Regions from separate parts of the Mus musculus genome. Here regions 2, 3, 4, 5 and 6 are each linked to region 1. Evidence: chromatin contacts called from public HiCAR-type and promoter capture Hi-C data. All regions are on one chromosome and are shown on one strand. Each heading gives the region's core, a stretch centred on a gene start, on an enhancer-like site or on the middle of the called end of the contact. The rest is flanking DNA. Distances are from core to core; before and after follow the strand shown. Region 1 holds the start of Zwilch (zwilch kinetochore protein). Region 2 overlaps Igdcc3 (immunoglobulin superfamily, DCC subclass, member 3). Region 3 overlaps Igdcc4 (immunoglobulin superfamily, DCC subclass, member 4). Region 4 overlaps Dpp8 (dipeptidylpeptidase 8). Region 5 holds the start of Map2k5 (mitogen-activated protein kinase kinase 5). Region 6 holds the start of 2300009A05Rik (RIKEN cDNA 2300009A05 gene).

Region 1 (5,164 bases), core at 1,220-3,719:
ATTTTTGTCTAGAGAGACTCTAGTATGTTTAAACATGATTCAAATATTAATTAGCCTAAGTCCAGTTGGTCAGTTGCCAAGAGCACTAATCAAGGATACATTTCCAAAGGCACCCTGGCCAGATCGGTGGGTCCCACCACCTCGAACTCTTGGAATTCGAGCCACAGCTCTGCCAGTACCCCAAGACTCAGCACTGGTCTGATGACCTAAAATTGGGAAGAACAAAAGGTTTAGGAACTAACTCATAACAAACCCATGACTTAAAACTAATGCATGATAAAGGCAGTATCAGAATAGCCAAGGAAAATCATGTAGTTCAGAAACACGGACCAATGGAATCTCATCATTTACTGCAAAGGAGCCCTGGAAAGTATATAACCATGATGACGAATGCAAATCCATACCTGCCAATTCACTGACGGCATAGGGCTGTCTGTTGTTTTTCCTCAAGTTGGTGTGAACGAAGTTCACAATATCTGGTCGAATGGGAGCTTTGAACACAGCTGGCAAAGTGACATTCTTGCCAGATGACTCTCCCTTTTCGGAGTACACCGATATGAGGGGACGGGCACAAGCCTTGGAAGGAATAAAAAAAGTAACTAAAACAGAGGAAGTACCATCTCCTGTATTTGAAACCTAGATTTTAAAGCCCACATTATTAGTACTTGCAAACAGATATGACTCCCTGGGGACTAGGAAGGCAGGTGTTAACTGTGTGAGACAGGAAATACAATGCCAATAAAACCATATAATGTTATAATAATAATAATGGATTCACTTAAAAATAATCAAGAGTACTTATATTGACAACATTGGAGACACATTCATCCCATAATTAAATGTCAAGAGCTTGATATCTGGAGACAAATATGTAAATACAGAAGTAAAAGTCCCAATATTTGAGGCCATATACAGGCCAATCTGTGGAATCAGTTTGAGGCAAGTATTGCTTTGCAGGAGACCCCAAATTCAAGCAACACAGTAAACCACCACTGGGTTTATCATTTCAATAGTTTTACAGCAAAAGGACAACCTGAAAATCTATCAATTTTAATGAGAAACAAACTTGGAAGCAACATTATAAAAACTGTTCATAGATACTGTTTAATGAGGACATGTTAAATTAATTCTACCCTCACCAACTTCAGCAAAGCTGGCCTGCTCATTTATCCAATGTTCCAGACCCCTTCAAATTCAGAAACGTTTTGATACTCTGAAAGACTCTTAACTGAGGATTCCACCAGCACTTAGGTCTGACCTATTTCCCATGTGCCCTTCCAGATACTATACCATCTCTTCTACTATACCCCCCTTTAAGTCGTCTCACAATAGGACAACCTATCTAGTCGGTTTAACGATGAATCTAACAGTCTCCAAATTACTGTGGTCAGAACAACCTTAATCCATCTACAGATAAACATTCGTGGTAAAACAATATACTAATTACTACTGAAAACTCGCTTAAGATTCAAAGGTCTAGATTACATCATATAAAGTAACGAAGACATGCATTTCCAGAAATTGTCTTAAAGAGGTGAAGGCAATCTTCCTGGAAAGCATAAATTCAGATATCCTTCAGCCCTTTTCTTTGAAGACAATTTCTCCGGACTGAAAGCACATGACCCGCCACGGCCTGTGCGGAGTTGTCATCGGACGATCTCGAACCCCTGACAAGTCTCTGGCATCAAAACGCTCGGCTTCCAGCAACCCTGCTTAGAACTAAGCAAAGCTTAGAACTAAGAAAAGCTAAGATCCCAAAGGTTCCTCTACCATCCACCTGGCGCTGTTGCCCACGTTGCCTCTAAGATGGCTGCCTCAGCGCCCACAACTCAGCTCCGGCCAGAAAAGGTGCTAGGTTTCCTTTCCCTCGTCTCCTCTCTGCAGATTCCATGTTCTGAACCTTCGCCCTCCTCTATAGCCGCCCCCCAGACCAGGGGGAAGCCCAGTGTAGAAGACCTCCACTCACCATGACGGGGAGAGGAGAAGGCCACGCTCCTCTCTACCCGGCTGCTCCCACAGGAAAAGGAAAGACTTGTCACTTGTACTCTATATATCCTTCCACTCGTCTTCCGCATCCTGCCCCTTATCAAAATCAAATTAGAGACACGATCTATCTTTCTGCTACATGTAAAAATTTCAAAAGGTAATATTATTGCGTGACGTGTGTTAAAATTATGTATTCATTTTTTTTAAAGTTAAAAAGAGTGATTAGAAAGGAGGGACTCTTTTTCGCGGAATAATTCGTAACTCGTCACAACTCTCGCGAGAATTATCTTTCTCCTCATCCCGCCCACCCTCATCATAACATCTCTTTTAGTCCATTTTTTCCCCCCTAACAGAAATGGGAGACTTTTGGAATAGTAAATTGAGGGGATGCTCTACTAAATTAAAGCAATGTGTTAGCGTTGAGTACAAACCGAACTTAAAGCGTGAAGTAGTTCCGGCGGGGCGGGGTCATGGCCTCTGACGTCATTGTCTGGGCGCGCAGTTCAGTTTAACTTCTTAGCAATGGACGGAGGCCACGGCGGTATGTGGTCGCGAATGAACCGCGCGGCGGAGGAGTTTTATGCTCGTCTCCGGCAGTGAGTTGTGGTTGGGGAATGGGATGGTACTTGTCCCTCCCCTGCCGGTGGTGTTTGCCACAGCTGGCTGCCGGCTTTCCTGGACCTGGGATGTGAGAGGCAGCCAGGGCTCTGCGGAGGCCTAGGCTACTGCCGGCCTCCGGAGAAAACACCCGAGCTTACCCAAGGGAGGCAAGATGGCAAAGCAGTGTACGGATTGGACTGATGTACACGCTTCTAAGTAGAGGCTCCTGGGACACAGAGAGCTAGATGTCATCGGGCCTCAAGCTCAGAAACGGACAGAATCCGCATCGACCCTCCTCGGCAGCCTCCTGATGCCGAGATGAGAGGCGTGAGCCGTGCCACAAATTCACTGTGTTCCCTCAGTGAAATTCTGTCAACTTCTACATCCTGTGTGAAAATCTAAGTCAGCGACTCACATCAGAATCACCCACAGGGTTGCCAAAATATACATTGACTGGCTCAGCCTCTGAGATTTTTGATTTCGTAGGCCTGATGTGAAGACAAAAAACTTTAATTCTAGGTGCAAGGTGTTGCTAGTTGGGTATAGCCCATTAGTCTCTAAATGCTATCATTTTTAACTGCCATTATTGCCCCTCCTGTTTACAAAAGCAGTAATAATTTTTCACTACTACAGGAAAAGAACTAATGTGCTTTTGTTTTTTAAGATAGTTTCAGAGCCCGGCGTGGTGGCGCACGCCTTTAATCCCAGCACTCGGGAGGCAGAGGCAGGCGAAGTTCGAGGCCAGCCTGGTCTAGAGAGTGAGTTCCAGGACAGCCAGAGCTATACAGAGAAACCCTGTCTCGAAAAATCAAAAAAAAAAAAAAAAAAAAAAAAAATAGTGTCTCTGTGTAACCCTGTCTGTCTTGGAACTCAATCTGTAGAGTAGGCTGGCCTGGAACTCAGAGATCCGGCCGCCTCAGCCCTCAGAGTGCTGGGGGTCAAAGGCGGGAGCCACCACTGCCCAGCTAAAACTAGTGGGTTTTAGTGGTTGGGTTTTTGTTGTTGTGTTGTGTTTGTTTTTTTTTGTTTTTTTTTTTTTTGAGACAGGGTTTCTCTGTGTAGCACTGGTTGTCCTGGAACTCACTCTGTAGACCAGGCTGGCCTTGAACTCAGAAATTCACCTGCCTCTGCCTCCCTAGTGCTACGAATAAAAGCATGAGCCACCACGCCCAACAAAACTGATGTTTTTAAAGAAGCTAATGTCTTTGAGCTCAGGAACTTGAGTTGTTTTTAACTGTTGTGGTATTTTGCCATGGTGTTAAGTACTTTATTGTTTTAAACCCAAGATCTCTGAGTTTGGACTTGTAAACATCGTGGCCCGGTGTCCAATGTGCTGTCCTTACAGGCATGTACCATTATGCCCAGCTTTTGAGGTTCTGGAAATGGCTTCACACATTTTAGGCAAGCACTGTTATTCCCGAGTTATGTTCTCAGCTTCTATGGTTGTTTTATGTCTGTTTTATCACCTCCATTGATACAAATTTATTTAGATCCTTTATGCTTACTAATTCTTTCCTGGATGTTTTCATCTTTCCATGCATAAACTCTAGAAGTTTTCACTTACTGTATCCCTCTCCGTGCCTACTGAAGTTTCTTGGTGATCTCCAGGGCTTCACCACAAACCTAGGAAGAAATTACCATTCTTGCCGATGTGGCATTTAACTCCAGAATTCTTCAAGTTAAGAGTCCTAAACTTAAAAGACCAGCCAGCTTCTTTCTTTTCATCTTTCCCAGACTCCCAGCCACTTCTGTTGTTTTAATTCTTCGCTGAGGATCAGAGGTGGGGGTCTTGTGCATGCTAGACAAGTCTCGTTCTTGCCCATCTCCAGTGTTCTGTTTTGGGCCATAATCATGTCTCTGAAATGTTACAAGTGATTCACAGTTCCTGTCCTCTCAGAGTTCTCAGTACCCTATAACTGGTAGTTTACTCTACATTCATTCAAGACTAGTTTTGTTTGCTATCCCCAGGAACTAGCTAGAGTGTTTGATAAACAATTGCTGAATAACCAAGCAATATCTTGGGCCAGAGAGATGGTTCAGTAGCCACCAAACATGGCATGGGGCCCACATAGTGGAAAGAGAAAATATCTCACATATTGTTCTCTGACCTTGACAAATACACACATACCACACATACATACATGCTTAAATAAATATAGTAAAGAGTCTTGTGCAATATAACAAAAGTTGACCTATCAGGCTTGTTTTTTGTTTCTAGATCAATTAGGTCAAGTATCAGATCAAAAGATGCGAACTATTCTGATATAACTGTTGGGCTCTTTCAGTAACTAGAGCTACTTTCCCTATAGCTCAGGCTGGCAATACATTTTGGTAATTTATTTGAGTCGGCCAGTGTTTTATAATTTGTGTACTTTGAGATCACTACTAAATGCCTTATGAAGCAGCTGAGCAGTGAAGAGCAGCACTTCTAGTGATCCACAGCTCTCCACACAACTCCAGCTGTGGTGACTTCTGGTGATCCACAGCTCTCCACAACTCCAGCTGTGGTGAGAGGGTGCAGTGTCCTATTCTGGCCTCTAAAGTTACATGCTCACCCCAAATCCCTAATTAAAAGGGC
Region 2 (5,164 bases), core at 1,457-3,956, 990 kb before region 1:
AAGCCTTATCTATTTTCAGGAGGCAGGAGGTCCGTATCCATGGGAGGACCATGGAGTGTCTTAGCTAGTATGGACAATGGTTGGTTGGAAGTCTCCAAACATCTTAGAAACATACCATTTGCAGAGGGTTTCAAAAGCTTTTTTTTCCTAAGAAGTCACAGGAATCATTGGACCAGATCAAATGGAGACCCTCTTCCCCCTGTACACTTCATTAACGGCCTCATTACAGGGCAGTAGGCCAGCTTATATGCAAAGGAATTACTGACCCACCTTTCTCCCTCCCATGGCTAACGGATCCCGACTTACCCTCCCTTTTCTTTCCTGCTGCTTTGGCTTAAGGTCTCAACACTTGTGCCTGTTGCTGTAACCACACACTGACCTGGACCTTCCCCATATCAGTCTTCTGTCCCTCCTCCCAAAAGTCACAAAGTCACAATGCTCTTAATGCTTGGTTAATCTCTCTCTCTCTCTCTCTCTCTCTCTTCTTCCCTCCCTCCTTCTCTTTTCAAACAAAAAGTGTCATTTTTAAGATTTATTTTTATGTCTATGAATACTGTATCTGCACGTACACCTGCATGCCAGAAGAGGGCATCAGAGCACATCATAAATGGTTGTTAGCTGTCATGTTGCTGGAACTTGAACTTAGGACCTCTGGAAGAGAGCATCCAGTTCCCTTAACAGCTGAGCCATCTCCTCAGCCCTGTTAGTGTCTCTTAGTTGTGGTTTATGAGGAAGCTCATTGGCATTCAGAACATTCATGGTCTTCATTATTAGGGTGTCTCATCTCTCTAAGCTCAAAAGATAATTTCATAGTCGATTGTGTAAGTTTTCCTTCTCTGAATATACCATGGTTGTTTTGCTTTTGTTTGTTTGGTTTGGTTTTTTTTTTTTTTTTTTTTTTTTGAAACAAGGTTTCTCTGAGTAACCCTGGCTGTCCTAGAACTCACTCTATATAGAGCAGCCTTGAACTTACAGAGATCCACCTGCCTCTGCCTCCCAAGTGCTGAAATTTTGATTTTTTTTAAATAAAGACTTATTTTTACTTTTATGTGCATATTTATTTTATGTTCATGGGTGTTTTGCCTGCATTAATAGGTGACTTCAGAGGTCAGAAGAGGGCGCTAGATCCCCTGAAACTGGAGTTAAAGATGGTTATAAGGTACTAGGAACCCAACCCAAGTCCTCTGCAAGAACAGCAACCCATTCTCTGCACCCAGCTCTCCATACTTTTAAAAGACATGGACTCTCTGCATAGACCAAGCTGGCCTAATGTCACAGAGCTCCATCCACTTGCCTCTGCCTCCTGAGTGCCAATATAAAAGGCATGACCCTGGATCCAGGCTATACTAGGGATGTTTATGCTCACATCTCTTTGCCTCTTCATTTGGCCTGGAACTCTTTTGTACTTTTCCCTGCAAACATTTCCCATCTTCCACACCTCCCAAATGAAACTACATTGCCTACAGCTCCCACCCAACCCTTATCAAACCATCTTTTTGCCTGTTCACCCATGGGCTATGATTCCCACAAGACTGGAGAGTAGACTAAGTTGCCTTCCTGTTTCTAGCACCACGAATGATCACAAGGAAAACAATAAGTCCTCAAAAACTGTAGTCTGTTCTGAATGATCTGGAAGGCAGTTGTTCCTCTTCGTTTTATTTTGAGACGGGGTCTCTTACATGGCAGGTTGGCCTGCAGCATAATATAGCCGAGGTCGACCCTGAACTTCTGATCCTTCTGCCCGCACCTCCCAAGTGCTGGGATTACAGACGTGGGCTATGATATCCAGTTGATGAAGTTCTGGAATCAAAACCAGGGCTTCACGCATGCTAGGCAGACACTCTAGCAATTAAGCTAAGTCTCTTAAAATCCCTTTCCTCATCTTGTCTTCTGCCCAAATCCTCGCCTTTGCCGCTTCCTCCTCACCTTTAGCCTAAGCTTCTTCAGTGAAAATTAAAAAGTTGGACAGACCGCAGTTCTTAAACTTGGATATGGATTCGAACAACACAGAGTCCCGCCTAACAACGCAAATGTCAGTGTCCCACTGTCAGAGATTCCTTGGTCTGGGGTGGGTTAAGGGGACAAGAATCTGTTTCTATTAAAGCTTCAGGAGACGACTCACATATTTAGCTAGTTTTGGGCACCTCTGGCCCTGTGCAGGTTCTTGAGAACAGCGACAGGGGCAGATTCTCAGCCCAGCCCCCACCTCTTCCTGGAGGCCGGCTGGTCCTAGTATCCCGACTCCAGCGCCCTAGGCGAAGCGAGGCGCAGAGGGCAGCAGGCGGTGGGGAGCCTTCAGAGCGCAGCCCCCGCGAGGCCCCGGTGGAGGCATTCGTGGGGCGGGCGGGCAAGGTCAGGGCCCGAGCCAGGGGCCCTGAGAGCCTCGCTCGCTCAGCGGCAGGAGTAAGTGGGACCATCTGCTTCACTCCTCCGAGGTCATTGCTTTGTGTCAAGCTCCCCACCCCCCTCGCTCCCCTCCCTCCTTCCTCCCCCTTTGCCCTTTGACTCCCGGGACTCAAAGGGAGAGAAGCACTTGAGGTTCTGATGAAAGTGGGAGTGTGATGGGGTGCGACACCAGCATCCGCGGCACGGCACAGCGGCAGCCCGGAATCTCCGCAACCAGAGCGCAAGTGGCGCGGCGCGCGATCTCGGTGCGCGGTCCAGGCGCGGGCTGCAGGCGCTCCCGCAGGAGGCAGGCCGGGTTCCCACAGCCCGCCGGGCCAGCCGGGCCCCTTTGAAGTGGCCGCAGCTGCACACCCCGCCCCGCGGCTAATCCGGGCCGACGCGGGCGTCCCCCCCCCCCCCCCCGCATAGCAATAGTGTCCACGCTGAATGGCACTGGCTAATTACCTCGCTCGCACCACCGCGGGTGAATGAGAGAATCCGACATTGTGCGCGGCGAATGGAGAAAATAAGACAGCCATTGTCCTCACACGCCAAACGAGGGTTTGATGTCGCTGGGGCGAGCGAAGCACCATTTCCCGCCACCCTATCCCTCTCCAGAGGTTCGAATTCCCCAACTAGGACTGGCTCCTTGCTACCTCCGGTGAGATGAAACTGAGACAGCAATTCCTGTCTCACAAAAAGAAGATGGACAAGATGGGAGCACCCGCTCCTGCTCCCACTACTCCTGACTCCTTAACCAGCCTTCTCCGTTCGCAGTCACCTCCTCTGGTCTTCCAGTTCCATGCCTGAGTCTGATAGCCAGGAAAGGCCTGCATTCACTAAGCCCTAATTAAATTTCGTAAGAACACATGAAACCATTGGCGGAACAGTGAGGAAAATTGTCCGCTTTGGGGTCCACCTGTGGATCACCAACTGCAAGCAACCAAAAAGTTTAGAGAATGCTTTGGAGAGACTGGGGAATGAGCCGGCAGGACAGAATGACTCAGAAAAGACTAGAAGAGACAGAAAACAAACAAACAAACAAAGAACGGCACGATGAAGTCTGGGAGGCCAGGAAGCAGGATTTGAATCAGGAGCGCTGAAACCGCAGTTTTGAGGCAAAGAACGGTCTTCCCTAGCAGGTTGGTGGACTGGTAGGTACCAGTGCAGTGCGGGTTCCGGCCACAGAAAGGTGAAGACAGACTCCCCATCAGAAACCCCTCGAGCCTGAGGCATTTCCATATCTATTAAGATAGTCAGCTCAGCTAAGAAATCAATCAGAACTAAAGGAAACTGATACAGACAGGCAAGCTGGTGGTCCTGCTGTTGTAAGATGCTGCATTGGGCTGCTGTCTTTTCCTCATCAATACCAAATAAGACAAGTAGCATGGACAGCCCAACTTCCATATCAGGGGTGACTTCCCTTCACCCTCTGTTCTCCCTAGGGCTATAGGTGCCTGGTTTTAGTGAGTATCATCTTTTTGACAAAGACCAAAGAATTCTCCCTGCATATGCAGAATTTTCTAATGCTCCTGTCATTGCAACATCGAAGGCTCTTTGCTGGCAGCCACAGCCAACCCCTTAATTGGAGTAACCATCTACTTTGAGAAATAGCATTCAAGAACAGAGGGCTTAGGATGTAGCTCAGATAATAGCACGCTCACACAAAGCCCCAAGGTCAAACCCCAGGACTGCATAAGCCTAGCACCCAGGAGGTAGGAGGATCAGAAGTCGAAGGTTATTCTCAGCTATGGAGTGAGGTCCAGGCCAGCCTGGGCTGTATGAGATCCTGTCTCAGGAGAGAATGGAGCAACATTGGAAAGAGTAAACAGCCACCAAGCAGTTCCTTGTGTTTAACATTATTACCAAGTACTAGCTGTAATCACAAGGGGAAAGCATGCTTGCACATTTTAAGGGTAGCTCATTGTTTTCTTCACTCGGTTTCGAAGCAAAGTAGAACCCTGGTCCTAGCCCAGATGTGATCACAATGTTTTCCTTCATAACCCTAAGTAAATCTTTGTCACGGATTCCTATTTCTTCTGCCTAAGGCTGTATAGGACCTTTTAAGCCTGCTTGGGTTCACAACACCTGCTGCTGTGAACTACTTATGTTTGAAAGATCTGCCTAGTTAGTCAATTTAGAGAACGGCAGAACAAAACAAAGAGATAAAGCAGAGTCGCTTTGTATAGGGTAGAGGCAGGCGGTCCGGAGCTGCCCCCACCCGACCCATCCCCCACCCCCCTTCCCACCTCTAGTTCTTGAGCCCCTTCTGGAGAGCCACAAGGCTCTAAGATAGGATGTTTCACATGGTTTTCCTATAGAGAAGAAGAATTTATCCAAGGAAACAGCTATTAGTAGCAGACCAAAGACCATTTTTAATTTGATAGAGGCTACTACCTTCACTTTGTGCATGTGTGCATGCATGGGCTTGTGTGTGCACATGCATGTGCAGGCTACAGGTTGAATGTCAGGTGTTTTCCTCAGTTGTTCTTCAATTTATTTTTAAGTTATTTTTTAATATTTTTATTCCTCTATGTGTGTGTGAGAGAGAAAGAGAGACAGACAGACAGACAGACAGAGGTATGCACATGCCGTTGGAGGCCAGAAGAATGTGTCTGATCCCCCGAAGTTGGAGTTGCAGGCAGTTATGAGCTCCCTGGCCCCTGGAAGTAGGTGCTAGGAACTGATCTGGGGTATGGGGTGTTCTGGAAGAGGATCAAGTGCTTCTAATGGCTGAGTCATTTCTTTAGACCCCTCCACCTTCATTTTTGAGACAGTC
Region 3 (5,164 bases), core at 1,706-4,205, 940 kb before region 1:
GTCTTCCTCATTCTTCAGCTATGTAGAAATTGGAAGCCAGTCTGGACTACATGAAAGTCTGTCTCAAAAAAAATTTTTTTTTTAACCTATATACGTGGTAAATTCTATATAAATTGTGAGTTGTTTCTTGGTTTTAAAAATACAGAGCAGTTCTGTCCTTTTAGGGCTGTTATGAATGGTCGCTGGGTGATGTGTACGTGGTGTAGCATTGCCTGGCACTGTGTGGTGGCTTAGTGGTTTTAGTCCTCCAGGAATCCAATGTCTCATCCCCACCACTGTTGCTCATACCTCAAGCTTGAAAAATGTTGTAGCTGGAAAACTCTGAGAAATGTACTATGTGTGTAAGGCATGAGTGTGTGTGTGTGTGTGTGTGTGTGTACACGTATGCTGCCCATAGACCCTAACACTGCCCCTGCCATGAAGGGAAGAGAAGGAGGATTAGAATAGAGCATACACTATCCCATCTCAGGGCAATAATCACAAAGGGAAAATATTTCTTATCATAATCAATGCTTCAACGGGGCCTGCTCATTGTCACGGGGCAATAGCTTCCCATTGGAGTGCTTTGTCACAGTTGTCCTGCTCCCTCCCTGTCCCATAAGAACTCAGTCACCCAAGCCAAGGTCTCCAGCAAGGCTGGAGGGACAAAGCAGGAAAGGTTGGCAGTCGGGAAGATGTACGGCCTTGGACTGGGCTCTTCTTCTGAGTCTCAGTTTATCCACTGATACAAAGATCTCTGTTCCAGAGCAAATACAGTACCATGCCACGAACAACCCACAGTGTTCCAACTATGGTCCCCTATACACATGTTCCTCTGTCTGCTACACTGGTCAACACACTCGACCCCTCTGTGTGCCCATGTTTCCTTCCTACAGCATTCAAAGCAGAATAAGACAGCCCAGGAACTGGAGAGATGGTTCAGGGGTTAAGAGTACTAGCTGTGCCGGGAGTACGTGCCTTTAATCCCAGCACTCAGGAGGCAGAGGCAGGCAGATTTCTGAGTTCAAGGCCAGCCTGGTCTACAAAGTGAGCTCCAGGACAGCCAGGGCTACACAGAGAAACCCTGTCTCAAAAAAAAAAAAAAAAAAAAAAGTACTAGCTGTTTGTTCAGAGGACTGGGACTCAGGCTCAGCACCCCATCAGCTCACAACCATCCACAACTCCAGTTCCAGGGAACTCTGATCCTCTCTGATGGCCTCTGCAGGCAGCAGGCACACACATGGTACACAGAGGCATACATGCAGGCAAAATACATATACACATAAAATTAATAATAATAATAATAATAATAATAATAATAGTAATAATAAAGTCCTAGCTGGCTGAGGGGAGGGAATCTGGGAAGAAATGTGAAGGATAAAGGGTCAGAAAGGGCCTGACCAGATCACCACCCTTCCACTCCTTCAGCAGAGCTCTGCTGGACAGTTCTGGCTCATGGCTGCCCTGAGAGATACACAGGGCTAGGGAAGAAGGCAGTCCCCTCCCAGTCAAGGTTCCAGGGGCTGGAGACATGGCCCAGGTGGAAAGTGTTTTCCACACGGCTGTGCCGATCCGACTTTGGATTCTCACACTAACAGCTGCAATCACAGAGCTGGGAAGGTGGAGACAGGAGAGTCCCTGGAGCCAGTTTTGCCAATCTGAAAGTCAATCTCTGAGTTCAGTAAGAGACCCTGTTTCTGAAATTAAGATGGGGACTGGATAAGTGGCTCAGCCACTAAGGAAGGGTATTTGCTACTCTTGCGGAGTACTAGGGTTCAGTTCCTAGCATCCGCATAGGAGTTCACGGTCATGTGTAGCTCCAGTTCTGAGGGATCTGAGGCCCAGGCAGCTGCACACACATATCCACAGCAAAACACTCATACGCATCAAATAAAAGAAATAAATCTAAAATAATTTTCCTCTACTTATTTTAATATATTTATTATTAAAATGTAGTTTATTATAATTATTGCAATCTAACTTATATTATTACTGTGAAGTTGCTTTTGTGGTGGTTTCTGTCTGTACAAGTGATGTCAGGGTAAGACAGCATTTGCGCAGCCGTTATGGCCAGCAGACAGACTCTGAGTGAATAAAGCCATCACTTTGCTCCAATGTTTTAGCTGCTGAGACAGCTCCAGGCCACTTCCTCCTCCTCAAAGTCTCCCTCCTCCTCAGCTGTAGTGAACCAGGTGTATACAGGACACCAGGTGTTTCGTGTTGCTGGTAGCCTCAGGAAACTCCATCTCATCCATGCCCTCACCTTAAAAAAAGAACGATGATCTCTGACCTCCTCATAAACACCTATACATTCTCATGGGCACACACACACACACACACACACACACACACACACACACACACACACACACACACACCAAGGTCCCAGTCTTGCCATTTCGCCTGCCAGCTGTGACAGCCAGGTGTCCTCTCTGGTACTCGGTTTCCACATATTTAAAATGAAGATGCTACTGAGCCTGTCAGGGGTTCAGGCCAGACCCTGAAGAACATCACTCAAGAAGTAGAGAAACTCCACCTTTTTTTTGGTTCGGTACTGGGAACAGAACCACAGTTTTTGTGCAGGTCAGGCGAAAGCTCACTACACAACTATGCCCAAAGCCTCATTCTGTAAGACCCTGGGCATACGGTAAGGAGCTACACAAACGCTCTTTGCTGCCCTTAGCATTCAGTCCTTTCTCTTCTAAAGCCCCAGATTCCATGATTCAAATTCAGAGTTGTGGAAGGCAAGCCTGGGCTCCCAGCCCAGCAGCTTCAAATGCTCCGGTCCAGAGGCAGAACTGGAGGCTTGGATTTCAGGGGAGAAAAGCCCCACAGAACACGAATCTTCGAGTCCTCTGGCAGCCTCCCCACCCCCTAAAGCATGTCCGGGGCTTGAAAAATCCCCTGCCGTGCAGAACAAACAATGTGAACAGTTGGGGCCCGAGCAGCTGCTGGGTATGTCAGCAGCCTGGGCTCTGGCGGGCAGGACAGCCGCCAGAGGGGCTGGTGGCTGGCAGCGGGGCCCCAGGAGCTCCAGTTCCCTTCCTGAATATTCATGGATCAGCAGATGTCTAACTTCGCCACCTCAGAGGAGCCCAACAAGGCGGAATCTGGGAAAGCCACAGGGACGAAGATGCAGAAAGAACAGGGATCCGCCTCTGAGAGAAGCAGGTCTGCGCCATGAGCCCTAGCAGACTCATTTCAGTGGCAACTTCTCAGAAGTTCAAGGTCCATTCTACCGATGAGGAAGCTAGCGACAGGAGAGAGCGGTGGTGTGGGGGAATCTGACTTTCAGGGGCTGAACCCGCAACTGGGGGATGAGGAAAGGGGGTGCAGTTGCTCCTGAAAAAGAGGTTTTCCAGGAAACTTTGCCCAGACACCAGCCGCTCTTCAGGAGACTTCTCCGCCTTCCTCCAGGGAAGATTTTCAAACGCCATCTGGAAGTCTCCTAAGAATTTTTCCTCTCACCTAGAGGTGAACCGAACTTTGTGCCTCTCTACCATCATTGGTCCCCGTCGCCAGGACTCTAGGTCCAGTCCTTTCTTGCACCATCTTGGATTAGCTCATCCCACACACCCTTCTGTCTCAGTTTCTCCAACCTTAAACAAGGAGATTCAAACTCAAATATTTCCATCGAACTTCTTCGGGGGCTAGGGATGTAGCTCAGGCTAGCAGGCCCTAGGGTTGATCCTCTAGCTCTGGATAATTAGTGCTTAGCAGTACACACCCGAAAAAGAAAATAGCAGCACTAAGGAGGTGGAGGCAGGAGGGCCAGAAGTTCAAGTGCTCAGTGATTAAGAGCGCTTGCCTGGCATGCTTGAGGCCCTAAGTTCAATTCCCAGCATCACACTCACAAAGTTCTAGGTCATCCTCCACAATATAGGGATTCAAGTCCAGCCTGGACTACATGAAACCTTGTTTCAAGAAAATCAAACCAGGGGCTGAGTTCAATTCCCAGCACCCACATGGTGGTTCACAACTCTCTATAACAGGATTGATGCCCTCATCTGTCATGCAGGAATACATGCAAATGGAGTGTGTGTGTGTGTGTGTGTGTGCGCGTGCTTGCACACACACACACACACACACACACACACACACACACAGAAAACCAAACTAAATTCTTCCATTAACAGATAGCCTGAAATGCTATTTAATTAAAAAAAAAACAAAACAAAACAAAACCACAAACATTTATTGTTATGTGTTTTGCCTGAATATATGTATGTGCACCATATGCATGCATGATGCCTGTGGAGGTCAAAAGAAGGCTTCAGATCCTCTGAAGGATCTGAACTTCCATGCTGGGAACCAAACTGGGGTCCTCTGCAAGAACAACACATGCTCTTAATCACTGAGCTGTCTCCCTAACCTCTACCTTTATTTTTAAACTTCCTTGTACTCTGCAATGTTTAAATAGCAATGTTTACTTTAACATGGTATGATCTCTCCACTGCCAAGTCCATAGTAGTCATATCTGAAAGAGAGTAGACCTTTCTTGTCCAAGGCCTCTTGCTCCCCCAACCCACTGCATGGCTGACTTCCACTTTGCACAAGCATTTATTTCCATTCTTCCTTAGACTGATATGAAGGAAGCACGCAGCAGGTACCAGGAGACCTGCTGATCACCAGTCTTTTCCCTACAGGACAGAGGCTTCCCTCAATTCTCTTCTTCTTCTTCCTCCTTCTCCTCCTCTTTCTTTTTTTCGTGAGAGTCCATCAGAGATGCAGAAGTTCTGTTTTGGGGGTCTCCCAGCCATTTCTCAATCTTTTCTTTTTTCTTTTCTTTTCTTTTCTTTTCTTTTCTTTTCTTTTCCTTTCTTTTCTTTTCTTTTCTTTTCTTTTCTTTTCTTTTCGAGACAAGGTCTTTCTACATAGCCCAGTCTATCCTAGAACTCAATCTGAAAGTCTAGCCTTGAACTCACAGAGAGTCTACCTACTTCTGCCCTGAGTACTGAGATTAAAGGCTTCTGCCACTGGGCTTGCCCCCCAATCTTAGTTTTCAAACAGGTGTTTTCTTTCTTTGTTTTGTTTTGTTTTGTTTTGTTTTTTCTTTCTGTTTTTTTGAGACACGGCCTCACTATTCAGCTCAGGCTGTTTGTTCTTGATCAACCTGCCTCTACTTCTTTTACAGATTGTGCCATCATGGGCTATGAGAAGCCCTTTTGCTCACTTAAGAGGATAA
Region 4 (5,164 bases), core at 1,822-4,321, 900 kb before region 1:
CATGAACTTACTCTGAGGGGAACTTCTCCGCTTGCATGGCCACAGATCCTAAGTAGTAGCCCTGTTCATTCTGGTCAGGGTGACCCATATAGCGCTCCGTGTATCCTGTATCATAGAAGATCCACAGGGTGACTGGGGCCCCAGCAATAGCCACCTGCATATGAGACCATGGACAGTTAGTTGTGTCCCGGAAAAGAGGGCTAGCAAAGGTAACTTACAACTGCAAATGTGTAAGCTAAAATTATCCTTGCAATGCTATAGTCCCACTACTGGGCAACGTCTCGGGACAGGCAGAAGCCTGAGTCGGGTGCCAAGGTCACAAATCTGATACTCCATGAGTCACTAAGCTTCGTGTCCCACAGGCACACTCTGCACCATGCCCTGAAACTGGGGCAGCTGAAATACACACCATGAGTTCCTTTATTCAAAGCAGACACTGAACCAGACATCCTTGAGAAGCCATCCCCCCCTGGGAACAGGTGGGAACTGCCACCTACCTCATCTACAGAAAGCACACACTGTCACATTGCTGCTTCCTTTTAGCTTTTTTCCCTTAAGCAATACAGAATTTAAAATGATGGAGTATATGTAAATAAAACATTTTCATTTTAAAGCTTCTATGTAGTTTTATATTTAGATATTTTAATGCATGTCCTTTGTTTTACAGATAGTGTTTCAGTAGGTAGTCCAGGCTAGCCTCGGCTTGGCAGCTCTTCTGCTGCTCTGTCTGCTGCAGGTCCCAGGATTACAGGTGCATGCCATGATGCCTGGCTATTTGGTTCTAATAATTACTTCCCATAAACAGGGCAGAGTGCTGTCCACCTGTGATCCCAGCCCTCAGAAGGTGCCGGCCGAAGGACTAGGAGTTCAGATGATCGTCAGCCATACAGTACAGTAAGTTAGAGGCTAGCTTGTCTTCTTTTTTTTTGGGTTTTTTTTGTTTTTGTTTTGTTTTTTGGTTTTTGAGACAGGGATTCTCTGTGTAGCCCTGGCTGTCCTGGAACTCACTCTGTAGACCAGGCTGGCCTCAAACTCAGAAATCCACCTGCCTCTGCCTCCCGAGTGCTGGGATTAAGGGCATGCGCCACCACTGCCTGACTTTAGCTTGTCTTAAACAAACCACAAAACAAAAAATAAAAAAATTTGATCATTGTGAAGAACTATATTACTAATATAAAAATTACTACTCTTAATTTGTATTTTTGCTTATTTTTTTTTTTTTTTACACTTAACTATCTAGCTACCTATGTGCATGGTCATGCTCAGTTTGTTCTTCCACTGTGTGGGCACTGAACTCAGTGTCAGGCTTGGTGGCGGGCACTTTACTTGCCAGGCCATTTCACTACATCCTGCCTTTCTTTTTGTAACATTAAAAAAAGTGAGCCTTTTCTACGAGTATGTGTGTATTTGCATGGGCGCACACGTTAGGGGCATGGCTGCAGAGGTCAAGGATAACCTTGCAGAGTTGGCTCTTTCCTCTCACTACCTGAGTCCCAAGGATCAAACCCAGGTTGTCAGGCATGGCCTTAGGCTCCCTTGCAGGGTCAGCTCATCTACCCACTCATTACTATTTTCTTAGTAATATCATCTTTCTATAACCCTTTTAGTATAAAATTCTAAGAATCTGAAGAATTATAAGCATGTAAATATTCAGTTCACTCCCCATGATTTGTTTAGGGCCCTGTGCTAGACACAGATCTACTGAGGACTTAACTGTTAAGCACTGTTAACTGTTGAGGATATACCAGAGAATAGGACAAAGATGTACTTTAGTAATTAAACAAGTAGTACAATCCAGTAACTGTGTGTGTGTGTTTTACTAGTCATGACTTTTAATCTTTGGCATGTATAAGTAGTTAAAAATTGGTGCTCAGGCTGACAAGTGTTTAAAAAGCTATGTTAACACAAAAGGTACATTTCCCATGTTGCAAAACACAAACTCAGCAATATTGTAGAGAAGTCTCTACAATATTGGCAATACCATGAGCCTTCAAAAAAATTACCACTTCCAGGTGTCTTCGATGAACAGAATTCTATCTAATTACAAAAACAAACAAGAGAGCTGGGTGGTGGTGGTGAACAACTTTAATCTCAGCATGTGGGAGGCAGAGGCAGGGAAATCTTTGAATTCAAGGCCAGCCTGGGCTACACAGAGAAACTCTGCCTAAAAAAACCCGAAATCAAGAAAACAAACAAGCAAAAACTGAAATACAATAATAGCTACGTACCCGGAAGATATCCGACCTCTGCATTAATGCCATCAGGGAGAGGTAGCCACCATAGGACCAGCCGTGGATGCCCACTCGATCCAAGTCAATGAAGTCATACTGAGATGCTAGGTACTGGAGTCCTTCCACTTGATCATCGATTTCTATTTGACCCTGTCAAAGAGGGGGAAAGCTCACTGGCTCTGATGTACACTAGAGTCTTTGAGAATTCTTTTTAATGCTGCTTCATGTTTTTACTAAAAATTCCTGGAGAGTTTCTCTTTTCAGATTAGAGTTTAATTAACAAGTGATATTCTATTTTGCCCCAGGAAATGTAAAATAAAAATGCTTCTATAGGTAAGGACCTGCTACTCTGATGGGGGTTTAGTCCCCAGGCCTTTCCTGTCATTGCCCACACTGTCCCTAACTACATCGTGTCTCCCACTCGTTTGTTCTGTTGTCTGCTAAGAGGCCAGCAACTTCCTTGTAACAAGCCTTCCTCTATCCAAAGACAAAAATTCAGCCCCTTTAAGAGATTAATTTTACTTCTCCTTTTAGCACTTAAGTGCAACAAAACAGAGGACATTACCCCTGAGGCCCTAACTTCCTCTTTTCCAGCATTTTACCTCTAGCAAAGCTCTGGACGGCTTAGTTCCTGCCAGTACCACCCAGGGTATCACTTGGCCTGCCAGTACCACCCAGGGTATCACCTGGCCTGCCAGTGCACACAGTCTCGCTTCACTGAGCCAAAACCAAAAAAATAAAACAACCAAAAACTTACATGAGAATACAACATAAGGTCAAAGAACTGTCTGTGGGAGAGCATCCCATGTCTTACTCAGCATGTCCAACACACTGGCAACCACAGGGACTGCCTTACAGTGCAAAAGGAACATCGGCCTGTCATCATTTCCCAAAGCAGCAGAAAGGACCTGGGGCATCTCTAAAAGGTAGCATTTAAAGCTTCCTGCAGAGAGAAAGAGGCTTGTCACAAGGAAGGAACTAACCAGTCGGTTTCCCTCTTCACAGAGGACAGAACAAATCTCAATTATTTCTTAGCTACATATGGGTCTCTGCACGCTAGATGGGGCTGCTTTGTAGGGAGCTGCGGGTACAACTTAGAAGAGTATTTTTGTGCAGAAGTGGTTCTACCTCAGCTCCTGGGCATTGCATACAGGTAACCAGGAGTGAGTATAGTGTAAACCCAACTGTGCCTTCCTTCCCACTGCTCAAGTCTAACCCGTGCTCCCTCATTCTGTCACTTAGATCCTCCCCCAACTCAAAACGAAAACATTTGAAAAGAAAATGCTCTATGTTCACACACCATTTTATATTTAAAGGCGCCTTCAAATTTAAGTCCTCGGTGACAGGATCCCCTGTTGTCTATCACCACAACCACATAACCCAGGGAGGCCAGGGTGTTCAGGCGGAAATACTTGACTCCTTTAAACCGATTGTTCACCAGCTGCACCTGGAAGAGAGGCGCATCTTGAGTGGAGTTGCGTGGCAGCATACAGAGCGTGAGAGGGGGGTCCACGGCGAGGCGAGCACCAGGAAACTGAGCTTCCTACTTCTCTTCCCGTTGAAGCGTAAGTGTGACGGGATCCACTTTTAAACTGACTCTCGTCTAGGCATGTTTGTGTTGCTCACACTTAGTCTCACACTTAGAGCTTCACGGCAAATACCAAACAACTGCAGACTTCATTCTAGCTCAGATAGTTAAGATTTAAGTAAGGTAAGATAATCCACCCCACAGAGAAAGTTGCCAAATTATCTACACCAAAGAATATGTCATTCAAGTAACAGTGACAAGGACAATTAAGACCATCTTCTGGCCCCCCTTGTCTCTGTTGCTGAGTGACAGCGAGATGTAGCATTCTAATGAACACTGTTATCAGTCCGGCTATCTCTCTCATGTTAGACAAATTAGTGTAAAAGTATGATTTTTAAATCACTTTATCACCCTAGAGACTACCCTTCAAAGTGACACAGAGAGAGACTGCGTCTGGGGCTTTACTAGAAAAGGAGCTGTAGCTACTGAGAGGAGGAGTGAGCCATGCCCTGCACGCTCGTGTTTCAGTCAGCTCAGGGCACTCATGAAGTGGTGGTCCCGTGGGATCACAACGGAGCTGAAAATGTCTAATGACAGCACAGCTGGCGGGACACGGTGCATTTCTCCTGGGTTTGGGGCACTGTTAGTGTAAACAAGCTACTGCACTGCCAGGGTTCTGAGGCGGACTGAACAATGGCTGCTAACAGATGTCTAGATTACTGGTGGGTGCGTGTGGTAGCTGGGACAGAACCAAGGGCCCTACACTTGTTAAGCAATGCTTACCACTGAGTTACAGCCTCAAGTCCTGGTTTTGTTTGTTTATTTTGAGATCAGGTGTCCCTGTATAGCCCTGGCTGTCCTAGAAGTCGATCTGTAGACCAGGCTCTCCTTGAACCCACATAGATCTGTCTGTCTCTACTCACCCCCACCCCCCTTGGGATCAAAAGCATAGCCCACCACCACCACTACCACCACCACCCAGCCCTCAGGTCCCTTTTTATTTTTAGTCTAAGTTGTCAAGGCTGGACTTTAACTTGTTCAGCATGTGAGTCAGGTGTTGAACTTGCCATCTTCCTGCTTCTGCCTCCCAGCTCCACCAAAGCTGAGATTACAGGGGTGCACCACCAGGCTCATACTATATTTTTTAATTCATTATTTGGAGTGTCCTCCTGCTAATGCTAATGAAGAGAGTTTAAGAGGTATTTGTGTTGCCCAGTCATGGATTGAATAATTAGTATGCAGAAGGTCCTGGGTTCATGCCTGGTATCATACACACAAGAAGGTTCATCTTAGAACACTGGGGCTCCACTGTAGCAGCCTACACGTCTGGATGCTTGTTGCATGTCACCACTGCATGAAGGTTTGTATAAGCATATACTCTATGATGCCTGTCTAATGACCAGAT
Region 5 (5,164 bases), core at 1,958-4,457, 800 kb after region 1:
AAATGAATGAATGAAGATTACATATCCAAAGGACTTATCTTTAACCCAGCAAATGAAGGATCTTTAGTACAAAATTACCACAGAGATGAACTTTGAAGGCATTACTCTAAGTGAAATAAACTAGGCACAAAAGATAAATATTGTCTAACTCCAATTTTATAAGGTTTTAAAAGTATTTCAAGTTCAAAATCAGAAAACTAATGCTAGTGAGAGGAAGGGGGAGGGAAGTCATTATTTAATGGGGAGGGGATTTCACTTTTGTAAGTGAAAAGTTCTAGAAATTGATTGTGTGACAATACAAACGAACTTAAACAGTGCCGAAGTATATACCTAAAAAGGGAAAATCTGATCTTATGTGTGTTTTATCACAATTAACGTACATTAAAAACCAGTCGATATCTGTCTCAGGGTTTCTATGCTATGAAGAGACAGCACGACCATAACAACTCTTATTTAAAAAAATATTTAATTGGGCTGGCTTACAGGTTCAGAGGACTAGTCCATTGTCATCATAGGGACAAGCATGAAGGCATGCAGCCGACACTGTGTTGGAGAGGAGCTGAGAGTTCTGCATCCAGATGTGCAGGCAGCAGAAAGGGAGAGCAACATTGGGCCTGGCTTGGACTTCTGAAACCCTAAAGCTCACCCCCATTAACACACTTCCTCCAACAAGGCCACACCTCCCAAGAGTGTCACTCCCTATGAGTTTATGGGGGCCATTTTCATTCAAACTGCATAACACCTAATTTTCAGAAACACCTTCTTTTCAGTTAAGGTTACACACAAGTAAGGATTTACCAGGGCAGTCAGCAGCATCTCCTTCAGTGTTTCCTTCCCATATTCCCTCTGGGCCCATTTCTCCTTGCTTTTACCACCATCTGATATATTTTATTCATTTTTGTGTTTCTTCCATCAGAATTTAGAGAGAAACTTTCTATCATAGTCATTTAGAAGCAGGTCCTCTGTGCTAATCATTGTCTCATTCTCCTTTTATTATTTTGTTTTTTGGGTTTTTGTTTTGTTTTGTTTTGTTTTTTTGAGACAGGATTTTTGTGTGTAGCCCTGGCTGTCCTGGAACTCTCTCTATAGACTATAGACCAGGCTAACCTCGAACTCACAGAGATTTGCCTGAGTCTGCCTCATGGTGCTGGGATTAAAGGCATTTGCCACCACAACTGGTTCATGTGTCAGTTTTCAATGATAAGCAACTTATAAGTAGGGGGGAGGAGGTATATATTTTGCCTCATAAGTTCACAGATTTTAGGCCATGATCTCTAGGCCTGTGGTTAGGCAGACTTCCACACATCAGCGAGTGTGTGGGAAAAGGCAGGAAGTAAAGGTGTTTTCTTCATGGCTGACAAGAAACAGAAGAAGGAAGAAGGGCACTGGTCCCAATAACGTCGTATAATATGCCCCCAAGAACCTATCTTACTCTCACTGACCCAACATTAGATTCTATCGTCTCCTGGCAGTGCCACTGACGGACAAGCAAGGCTTGAGCATATGGGGGACATTTCCAATCCAAACTTTAACCCCCTTTAAGTAGGAAAGAAACAAGCATAAACCTTCTACTACAATTAAAGTACTTTATGGCTACCAAACTACCTCAGTCAGAACTTGTGTGGCTACTTATGTCTACTGTTAAAAAGAAAATACTATGTGCAAAAACTTTAAGATCATAAACATATATCCCTTTAATTTGGACGGTGGTGTTTATATTACTTAACAAAGAGGTACTTTTGAATGTTAATAGTTCTGTGAAACTCTGCTCAAATAATAAAGTCTTAAGATTTCATGCTATGTAAAGGCTACAAAAAGTTGAAATGTGATTATATTTGCTCTTTAGATATTTGGGAAGCTGAGAGACTGCCATTCATATATTTAAAAAAGTGCTTCAGAATATACATGCAAATTTGGCAAATGGTGTTGGTTTTCCCTATGGTACTATGAATTTTTAAAAAGACGTTTTAACAAATCATAGGTTAATAGAAAATCTCTAGTTTTGTAGTTAATTTTCCTTAATAATAGAAATAAAGTTTAGATTAAGAAGTACATGGCAAAATAGTGAATTTTTCTTTAGCACTGAAGAGCAGTTACAAAGGGGTAGTTCCAACAGTACCTGGAGAATCGGTCTACGTGAATTCCTACCTAAGCTATTAAGGAATAATAACTAAAAGATGGTCATTTATCTCCTACAATGGCCTTTCAAATGCAACAGGAAAAAAGCCCAAGTAGAGGAAATTATGCCACAAATTTTGGTATTACATTGAAAATGATCAACATTTAATTGTTCCTCCTCTTACATTAATCACATATCTGTTTATTCCGGGGAAAGTGGACACTGGTCCCACCACCCCACGCACTATGTTTATGCATAATCAGCCCCAAAAGGTAGAGATAATAGCATAATTTAATTACAAATAAAGGGCCTACCTACACGTTGCCATTTGTAAGCAATTCTTTTGTATAGACACATAGATCAACAGGATTATGCACTTTAAAATGTGAGGTAACAAGGCATTTAAAAATAACCAAGGTTTACGGCTACTGCCCTGCTATCACTGACTGCATAAACACTGCAATTTAGCTGAAAATATATGGAACAGACGGGATATTTTTGCAACGGTTGAATAAGATATTATGATGCCAGAAATACAGCTGTCCCCAGGCAGTTAAGCGCTCTCCATTGAGTTTCTTTACTGTTGCTTTTGAGTAGGAGATTGCTTGGTACTGTAGGTCACTGGTTAGGGTAAAGGACCTCACTGAAAAATTCATGCACACTTTGCTAACGTGGGAGAAAAAATAGTGGTATTTTGGAACTGTTAATTGGAAGAAGGGGCATAAAAACATGCTTTTTTTTTTTTTTTTCTTTTTTTAATAAAAAGGTCTTGCCTGGCTCTTGCCGATTTAATGTAACAAACCCGCGGATAGTAAAAGGTATATAACTTGACAAGCTGGTGCTGCCGTCTTGTCCTTCACCGCCTTTTCTGCATGATCAAACCTTAAATTGTTTTACGGACAGCCCCCAGCCGTAGATCCGTGTCTTCCTGGGTTTTCTAGGCTCCTTTACCACTACCTGAAGAGATGGAAGTCAGCCAGTCCTAGCACGAGATCCCTGCTCCGCCCCAGCTGCCCTCTTCCAACATGGCGCCCCAGGAGGCGGGTCCCACATGTCGGCTCCCCGGGTTCCGGCGCCATCGCGTTTTGGTTCCGGAGTAACAGCGGTCTAACGGCCGCCTTCCTCCTCCTCTCGCCGCCACCTCCGCTGCCGGGACGCGGGCCTCAGTCGGACGATCCTGCACGCGCCGCGCCCTCCGGTTCCGGCTGCGGTCCGGGACCCGCCCCTTGACCCCGCGGCCCTGGGCCCCCCTGCCTGGTTGGAGGGCAGGCGCCACCGGTGCACCTCCGAAACAGCCCCGACCCAGCCCGCGGCGCCCGGCCACCGTCCCCTTGCCCACCGAGACACTCAGGACGGCAGGACCCTGGCCACTGTACCTGCCTTAAACCAGGCCGTTGCTCCGCTGTCTCCTCTTACTCACAAGGACTACAGAATGCTTGTGGGTTCTGTTTTGTCCACTTTTGTAACTCCAGGACCTTCCGCTCTCTACTAATTCCTCTTGGCCGGTCCCCCAACAGTGCATCCTCTCCTAGGGACACTCCACACGACCTGGGCCTGGTTTTGGGCCTGCAAGCTCCCTCCTGATCGCTCCTCTTCACTTCTCCCCATCTTCTTGCTCCCTATTTATCGCCTGCCTTCTGTCTATCGTTCCCCTTGTCACTTCTTGGGGCTCCTCCTAAGTAGGGGCAGGTCGGTACCCCTCGCCCCAGGATGTGAGACCCTTTAACCTGTAATGCTGTGGCTGGCCCTTGGCCCCTTCTGTGCCATGGAGAACCAGGTGCTGGTGATTCGGATCAAGATTCCAAATAGTGGCGCGGTGGACTGGACCGTGCACTCCGGGCCGCAGTTACTCTTCAGGGATGTTCTGGTGAGTGGTGACTTTAGTGGCCAAATCCCAGCGTTGGGGATTATGGATCTGGATAGGCAGCATCTTGACCATTGGTGGCCTGAGCTGGCCTCTGGTGGGGTCAACTTACCTGTTTTAACCACAGTCTCGGTTAATTGCACTCACTGAAAACTGGTAAATGTGCAGCGCCCTGGGAAATTGATGTATCCGACTGAACCCCTGCCCTCAGGAAGCTCACAGTCTGGACTGTGACTTACACACCAGTGCAGACAACTGGGATGTAAAGAGTTTTAAAACTGTTTCTTATATTTTTCTCAAGTATTTGGAAAGGATTCCTGCCCTCATTCTAGCCCTGTCACTGCTGAGTTTCCTGAACTTGTGACCTGCTGGGAAAGGGACACCAGGGCAATCTTAGTTTACAATGGTTAAGCAAACCTTAGATGCCACTGAATGGGAGACCTAGACTTAACTATCAATATGGAAAGGATGCTGCCTGTTAGAACTACAGCACATCATTCCGTGACAAACACAGCTCAATTTCAGAGATGTTGAGTGTTCAGGGAAAATTTACATCTTAGAATCAACAGTGCATTGCCTTGGGATGCTTAGAATATATTTCACACAAAATTATGAAGGTTAATGTAGGCTGGCCCTTGAGTCCATATATAATATATACTATAAAACATTATGTATGTGTGTGTTTGTCCTGAATAGAGAGTAAAAGGACCTTCCGAGGACTTGCTCCTGAGGTTGAGAGTCAGTGCCAAAACTATAGCTTCCTTACTTAGTATATGAGTATATGTGTGTGCAGATGTGTGTGCGTGCATGTGGAGATCAGAGATCAGCCTCAGATGTGCTCAGGTGCCATCCACCTTGTTGTTTTGGGATAGGGTTGGCTGGCCAGCAAGCCCTGGGCATTCGCCTGTTTCAGCATTCCCAATGTTAAGATTACAAGCACTCATGCCACCAAGCCTGGGCCACCTGTCAAGCACCCACTTCCTAGGTTTTTTGTTTATTTGTTTGTTTTTGTTTATTTTTTATTTTTATTTTTTAACATGGGTCTAGAGATTAGTCTCAGGCCCTCATGTTTGCATAGGAAACACTTTGCCAGCTGAGCCATCTCCCTGGCCCCCAAATTTACTTTTGTTTCCTGTAGTGTCCCCATATACTTCAGTCCACGTGCATCTTTCTAGTCAGTT
Region 6 (5,164 bases), core at 878-3,377, 770 kb after region 1:
ACTTGCTCCATATCCTCATAAACCCTTACAATTTTCTGTCTTTTCTACTTTGGCCGTTTCCAAGGGTATGTGACGTACTGTAGTGTGACTTGATTCTCTACTTCTCAATGATGGTTGAAATTATGCCTCTTTTACACATTTATTTCATACCAGAATGTCTTCACTTCTGATACGTCCGTTTCTTTCTCTTTCTATTGGATTGTCTTTTCCTTAATGATTTCTAGGAGAGTTATATATATATATATGTATATATGCAAACTGACCACTTGTTAATCTGATGTTAGGTTAATTTTGTGTAGTTCTCATAATTAGTCTTCTGCTGCCATTTAAAAATATAAATAACAGAAGCATTGCTCACCTTTAAGGTAAATCATTAAAAAAAAAATTCTACTTTTATTTTAAAAAGTTAGTTTTTCTGGAAAGATCAGGATTTTTCTGAATAATATAGAGCCAAAGCAGAAAATCCAGGAAACGAAATGGCAGTTTAATTGTCACTGTTTTGCAATACAAAACAACAGCAACAAACCAGTGCTGAAAGCCCAGTGCTCCCCTCCCTACTCAAGAACAGCAAAACCAAGGCAACAAACTAGCTGTGATTCTGTTGTGGTGCCACTTTACCTATGAAACTACTATTAAAAAATTAATTTTATAAATGTTTAGAAATAAACACATTGTGTTTATAATTTTCTTTATATGTTAGAATTCTGTGACAGATTTTGTCTGAAAAAGGGCTCCATTGCTTTTAAAACTTTACTTTGAAAATGACAGTTCTGCTGCAGCTCCCTACCTCCCTTCAATAGTCCTCCTAGCTATTCTGCATATCAAATATATCATGACTTCACCTAATCTTTCTTTAAAAATCGATATCTAATAGAGAATCTTATAAAGTTCAAACTATTTGCATGACTGCAAAACCCCCCTAAATATTTAACATATTTGTGGAATGAACTCAATGTTGACTAACCCAAAACTGGTGACTATAAAAACAAAAATGTTGCTGGAGAGATGGCTCAGTGGTTAAGAGCATTGGCTGCCCTTCCAGAGGACCTGAGTTCAATTCCCAGCTACCACATGGTGACTCACAACCATCTGTAATGGGATCTGATTTCCTCTTCTGGTGTGCATGAAAATGGAGCACTTGTATACACAAAATAAACAAATCTTCTTTAAACATCACACTATTCTACATCCTTCTTGAATTTTCAGCAAATAATTGTTATATAGTTCCAACACAGAGAATTACTTCATTTGCATATGGTACTTTCCAGAAACCTCATCCTATTTACTCATTCTCCCCACAAAAATTGAGGACATATAAGAGTAATGATACTTTAGACATGAGGTTGTATGCTAGCAGAAAGTCTGAGAAATGCTTCCCTTACACTTTCATGGGTAACTGAGATTGTTAAAGGTTGGTGACTGCCAATTCCGGTCCTAGTATTTACTGTGTTCTCAGGAGGGAAGTTTTTCTGAGCTTTAGGGCACTAAATGAGAAAACATAGGACTGCTTTTCGGGTTTTGGGGGTGGTGGTGCGGGGACAGGGAGGCAGTTGAGACTTGCTCTTCTATGTAGCCCAGGCTGGCCTCCACCTCCCCATCCTCACATCTCAGCCTTTTCAGGGCTGTGATTCCAGGCAAGCGCCACATCTGGCTTGGGACCCTATCTTGCACTATCTAGGTAGGATTCAGTCTGGACAGTGAACACGACTGTGAGGACATCTGCACATACGTGCAGTCTGAGGTCACCAAGCGTCCAGCCCGGGCAAAGGCCAGGCCTTGGTGTCAGCTCACTTTCCTGTGCACACCTCAAGCACCTCAGCATCCCTGAGGATTTCCCTGGAGCCCAGCGCCTGACAGCCAGACCGGGTTTGTCGCTGTGGAGGATTGTTTTAACATTGTCTCCCTGCTCCGAGGTTACCTGAGGCCAGAGGTGACAATTTTCCTGATCTGCGCAGTCGCTCCGCCCTCCCGTCCCGTCCTGTGCGCACGCGCCGCACCTCAAGGCGCTCTCACCCGCGCGCTGCCCGCTGGGTGTCCCCCGCCCTGGCCTAGGGTGGTGAGGGGAACACGCATGCGCACACTCGCCTGACCCCGCCCCCAGAGGCCCGGCCCCAGGGGCCCAGGGCCGGCTCCCCGGCGTGCCCCGGCCATGGAGGCCCTGCGGAGGGCCCACGAGGCTACGCTGCGGCTGCTGCTGTGCCGGCCCTGGGCCTCGGGCGCCGCCTCCCGCCCGAAGCCCCGCGCCTCGGAGGTGCTGACGCAGCACCTGCTGCAGCGGCGGCTGCCGCACTGGACTTCCTTCTGCGTGCCCTACAGTGCGGTCCACAACGACCAGTTCGGCCTGTCGCACTTCAATTGGCCGGTGCTGGGCGCCAACTACCACGTCCTGCGCACCGGCTGCTTCCCCTTCATCAAGTACCACTGCTCCAAGGCGCCCTGGCAGGACCTGGCCCCGCAGGACCGCTTCTTCACCGCGCTCAAGGTCATCAACCTGGGTGAGTGGCGGCGCCCTCGTCTGACCCAGGCACTCCTCCATCCCAGGGCGGCCGCTGGCCCACAAGCACGCTGCTCGCTCTCCAGGGCCGGCCCTTCGCATCCCCGGTGGGCTGCTTGCAGCACCCCTGAGGTCGTGCCCTGCCACTGTCCACCCGGGAGAACCCTGCCCAGGGCAGCGAGGAGTGAGTCCCGACAGTGGCTCCGAAGTTGCTTAGCAAGAGTCATTCCCGCGCTCATCACCAAGAGCCTTTGGAGGACAAAAAACTGGACGGACTTTTAAAGTTTCTTTGTCTTTCTGTGAAATCTCAGCAATTGTGTTTTGCTAAAAGCAGTAGGTTCTCTCCAGACATCATATTTTCTCAGGTGCTAGACTTAAAAGATGCTGTCTTTTAAGATCCTTTAGTATCTATATTCCTGAAGATAATCTAATTCTGACGGTCCTCCTGCTAGATGTGTGTGTTCTGTGGTCTAATGGCAGAAGAGTCAATATCACGGATTGTAGATGTGACAGCATTTTATAGATTAGGGAAAAATTCAAGTCCTCAAGATGTTTCGGACCTATTAATAGCTGCTAAAAAAAATATTAACTTAGATGTCAGTCACTCAAACTCTATACAAGGAAGCAGAACCAGTATAATCCAAATAGTTTTTTTTTAAATATTGCTGTCTAGGGATTTATTAACTTTTTTATTAGATTATTTTCTTTATTTACATTTCAAATGTTATCCCCTTTCCTAGTTTCCCCTCCGAAAATCCCCTATCCCCTTCACCCTCCCCCTCCAAATAGTTTTTTTTTTTTTTTCAATCCAAAATTAACACTAAACTCTGTGTAGCCGTACTAGTGTTACATATAGTCTGGTAGTTCATTCAATTTAATAAAGCATGGGCATTTCTGCTTATAATAACTCAAATAGCACTTACGGGATTTTTGAGCCATTGTCCCCCTGGAAAATCCAGGAAGGAGATTATACACCAATGTGTCTCATAACTTGTTTGATCCACTCTATACAGTGTATGTCAACTAATCCTGAGGTTGGTATGAAACTATGGGAAAAGCCAAAATGCTAACAAATTAGATTTGTGAAATGAGTTTATTTTATTATTTTCAGAATTGGCAGGAGTCATTCTTTTCCAAATACTGAGATATAGGTTAGGAAAACTAGTAGGCCAGGAGGAGAAATGGGATGAGGAACTGTGGGAGGGGGACCAGGAGGAGGGCAACAGCTAGACTGTAAAAAAATAAAATTAATAATAAAAGAAACCCTAGCAGGTCAAGCCATAGGTAAACTATATAGGCTGAATCCCTTATATAAAATGTCACAGGTTAAAATAAACATTTCCTTAAAGATACCTGTCATGACTAAGGGTTTATCTTTTAGCTGTAGGTCATTAAGACATCAAAAGAAGAAAAAAAAAAAACACTTCCCACACAGAAAAGTAAAACCTTTTCAGAAATACAACAGATGTAGGGTTTTTTGTTGTTGGTTCTTTCTTTGTTTTTTAATATAAAATAGTGATTTAACAGTGGGCTTTTAGAAAGTCTGTAAGTATAGCAGAGAAAGTGTTCCTGTATGCTGTGCTACAACTTGGCTTACTCTGAAACCCTTTTCTGGACTTTACTAAAAACCAATTTAGTAATTTTGGTTTTTATTTTTTGTCTGAAGTAAGAGAAATATGAATTAAGTAAGAGGATCCTAGCTGGCGAGGGTACAGTTTGCCCATCTGGATCAAGTCCCTGGCTGGGAATAAGAATACAAAGGATTTTATTCCTTGTCTTCCTTTGTAAATGAGTAGTAATCAGAATAATTAATTTTCCATTTTGTGAATACTAAGGATTTCTGTTGACTCATTTGTTCCCTTTCTCCTCCACCTTCCCTTCAGTGGAGCTGACATTTTCCTGATGGTTTATCAGCCTGAGTATCCTGCTGGGAAATAGATTACGATTTAAGGAAAGCAACTCACCACTGGAATGGCTGGGTTATCGGAGCCTTACTATAAAGTTCCAATTGTTTTAAGTTCTTAATTCAACAGTAGTTTACCTACTGTTCAGTTAACTTAAAATGAATGATCATACAAAGAACTGTTTCTCAAGTTTGTTTTGATCTTCAGTAATCTGAATTTTATTATTTCATGGAATCTTAAAGATTTTGATTTCAAAACATACTGACTAAAATTTTTTAATGTGGAAAACACAGAGGCACCAAATCTTCCTCATTTGTGCACTATTCTCTTCATTCTAGGGTGAAAAACCCTAAAAACCTCATTCATTCCAGGAGAGAAACTACAGAATTCTGATTCCCTTATCAATTCTGACCACTATCAATAAGCAAGACTGATAATGGCTCCTGCACGCCATTGTTACTAAACCAATAACCATTAACCAGTTTTTAAATTTTATCTGGGAGAATTTACTTGTATGATTTGTTTTTAAAAGTATATATTTTAAAAGAGTATTTAACTGAAAGCCATGATTAATACCATAAAATATAATTCTCAGGGTCACTACCATTCCACCAATTCAATCTTTAGTGTTGGTTTAAAAGGCATATTATTTTTATCTTACTCCCAGTATGGATAGAAAACTAATAACTGCTTTGAGGGCCTTTTAAAATTCCTCATCCCCAGCGATTTTCAGATTTTGGGTTGGTAGTTTCATATTGCAATTCAT

Evidence for each region. Promoter capture Hi-C pulls out the DNA fragments that hold promoters and counts their contacts. HiCAR-type assays count read pairs that join an accessible place to other places.
Region 2: a promoter capture Hi-C map of hippocampal neurons shows a contact between it and region 1, with 1.9 times the contacts expected there. The contact joins the enhancer-like site here to the promoter of Zwilch in region 1. A contact is called at or near these places in 5 of 39 promoter capture datasets (the HPC-7 cell line, frontonasal cranial neural crest, hippocampal neurons and 1 more) and 3 of 115 datasets of contacts at active chromatin or transcription factors (embryonic forebrain, large pre-B cells and pro-B cells).
Region 3: a HiCAR-type map of astrocytes shows a contact between it and region 1, with 3 times the contacts expected there. The contact joins the enhancer-like site here to the promoter of Zwilch in region 1. A contact is called at or near these places in 5 of 39 promoter capture datasets (embryonic stem cells, hippocampal neurons, liver and 2 more), 7 of 115 datasets of contacts at active chromatin or transcription factors (astrocytes, embryonic limb bud, embryonic midbrain and 4 more) and 1 of 9 other capture datasets (adipose tissue).
Region 4: a promoter capture Hi-C map of pre-B cells shows a contact between it and region 1, with 3 times the contacts expected there. The contact joins the enhancer-like site here to the promoter of Zwilch in region 1. A contact is called at or near these places in 18 of 39 promoter capture datasets (the 3T3-L1 cell line, 3T3-L1-derived adipocytes, the C10 cell line and 12 more), 1 of 484 Hi-C or Micro-C datasets (cortical neurons), 5 of 115 datasets of contacts at active chromatin or transcription factors (astrocytes, craniofacial prominence, embryonic forebrain and 2 more) and 1 of 9 other capture datasets (macrophages).
Region 5: a contact with region 1 is called in a promoter capture Hi-C map of liver, with 2.8 times the contacts expected there. The contact joins the promoter of Map2k5 here to the promoter of Zwilch in region 1. A contact is called at or near these places in 5 of 39 promoter capture datasets (hematopoietic stem and progenitor cells, hippocampal neurons, liver and 2 more), 1 of 484 Hi-C or Micro-C datasets (CD4 T cells), 1 of 115 datasets of contacts at active chromatin or transcription factors (large pre-B cells) and 2 of 9 other capture datasets (adipose tissue and liver).
Region 6: a contact with region 1 is called in a promoter capture Hi-C map of erythroid cells, with 24 times the contacts expected there. The contact joins the promoter of 2300009A05Rik here to the promoter of Zwilch in region 1. A contact is called at or near these places in 3 of 39 promoter capture datasets (erythroid cells and liver) and 1 of 9 other capture datasets (adipose tissue).

Annotation. Positions count from the first base shown.
Region 1 is chr9:64,170,236-64,175,399 of GRCm38.p6, reverse strand. It overlaps Zwilch (zwilch kinetochore protein), which reads left to right and starts at 2,469. Exons shown (of 19, transcript NM_026507.4): 1 at 2,469-2,582. The coding sequence starts at 2,509. Rpl4 (ribosomal protein L4) reads right to left here and starts at 2,013. Exons shown (of 10, transcript NM_024212.4): 1 at 1,967-2,013; 2 at 405-576; 3 at 100-206. The coding sequence starts at 1,969. Gm23344 (a small nucleolar RNA gene) reads right to left here and starts at 352; the gene lies at 285-352.
Region 2 is chr9:65,160,508-65,165,671 of GRCm38.p6, reverse strand. The region is part of intron 2 of Igdcc3 (immunoglobulin superfamily, DCC subclass, member 3); the gene reads right to left. Among named protein-coding and RNA genes, the nearest start is that of Igdcc3, 22 kb to the right of the region's middle. Within about 2 kb of position 2,706, at least 88 of the 459 cell types and tissues checked have an H3K27ac peak or open chromatin away from gene starts, as enhancers often do. A contact at or near this core is called in embryonic forebrain and hippocampal neurons, where this site is marked.
Region 3 is chr9:65,107,367-65,112,530 of GRCm38.p6, reverse strand. The region is part of intron 1 of Igdcc4 (immunoglobulin superfamily, DCC subclass, member 4); the gene reads right to left. Among named protein-coding and RNA genes, the nearest start is that of Igdcc4, 8.5 kb to the right of the region's middle. Within about 2 kb of position 2,955, at least 124 of the 459 cell types and tissues checked have an H3K27ac peak or open chromatin away from gene starts, as enhancers often do. A contact at or near this core is called in astrocytes, embryonic stem cells, hippocampal neurons and 1 more, where this site is marked.
Region 4 is chr9:65,072,953-65,078,116 of GRCm38.p6, reverse strand. It overlaps Dpp8 (dipeptidylpeptidase 8), which reads right to left. Exons shown (of 21, transcript NM_028906.2): 17 at 3,532-3,678; 18 at 2,229-2,381; 19 at 12-154. Among named protein-coding and RNA genes, the nearest start is that of Igdcc4, 26 kb to the left of the region's middle. Within about 2 kb of position 3,071, at least 80 of the 459 cell types and tissues checked have an H3K27ac peak or open chromatin away from gene starts, as enhancers often do. A contact at or near this core is called in the HPC-7 cell line, macrophages, pre-B cells and 1 more, where this site is marked.
Region 5 is chr9:63,375,945-63,381,108 of GRCm38.p6, reverse strand. Map2k5 (mitogen-activated protein kinase kinase 5) reads left to right here and starts at 3,207. Exons shown (of 22, transcript NM_011840.3): 1 at 3,207-3,986. The coding sequence starts at 3,852.
Region 6 is chr9:63,396,207-63,401,370 of GRCm38.p6, reverse strand. 2300009A05Rik (RIKEN cDNA 2300009A05 gene) reads left to right here and starts at 2,127. Exons shown (of 2, transcript NM_027090.1): 1 at 2,127-2,495. The coding sequence starts at 2,150. Gm16759 (a long non-coding RNA gene) reads right to left here and starts at 2,054. Exons shown (of 5, transcript XR_003948339.1): 1 at 1,919-2,054.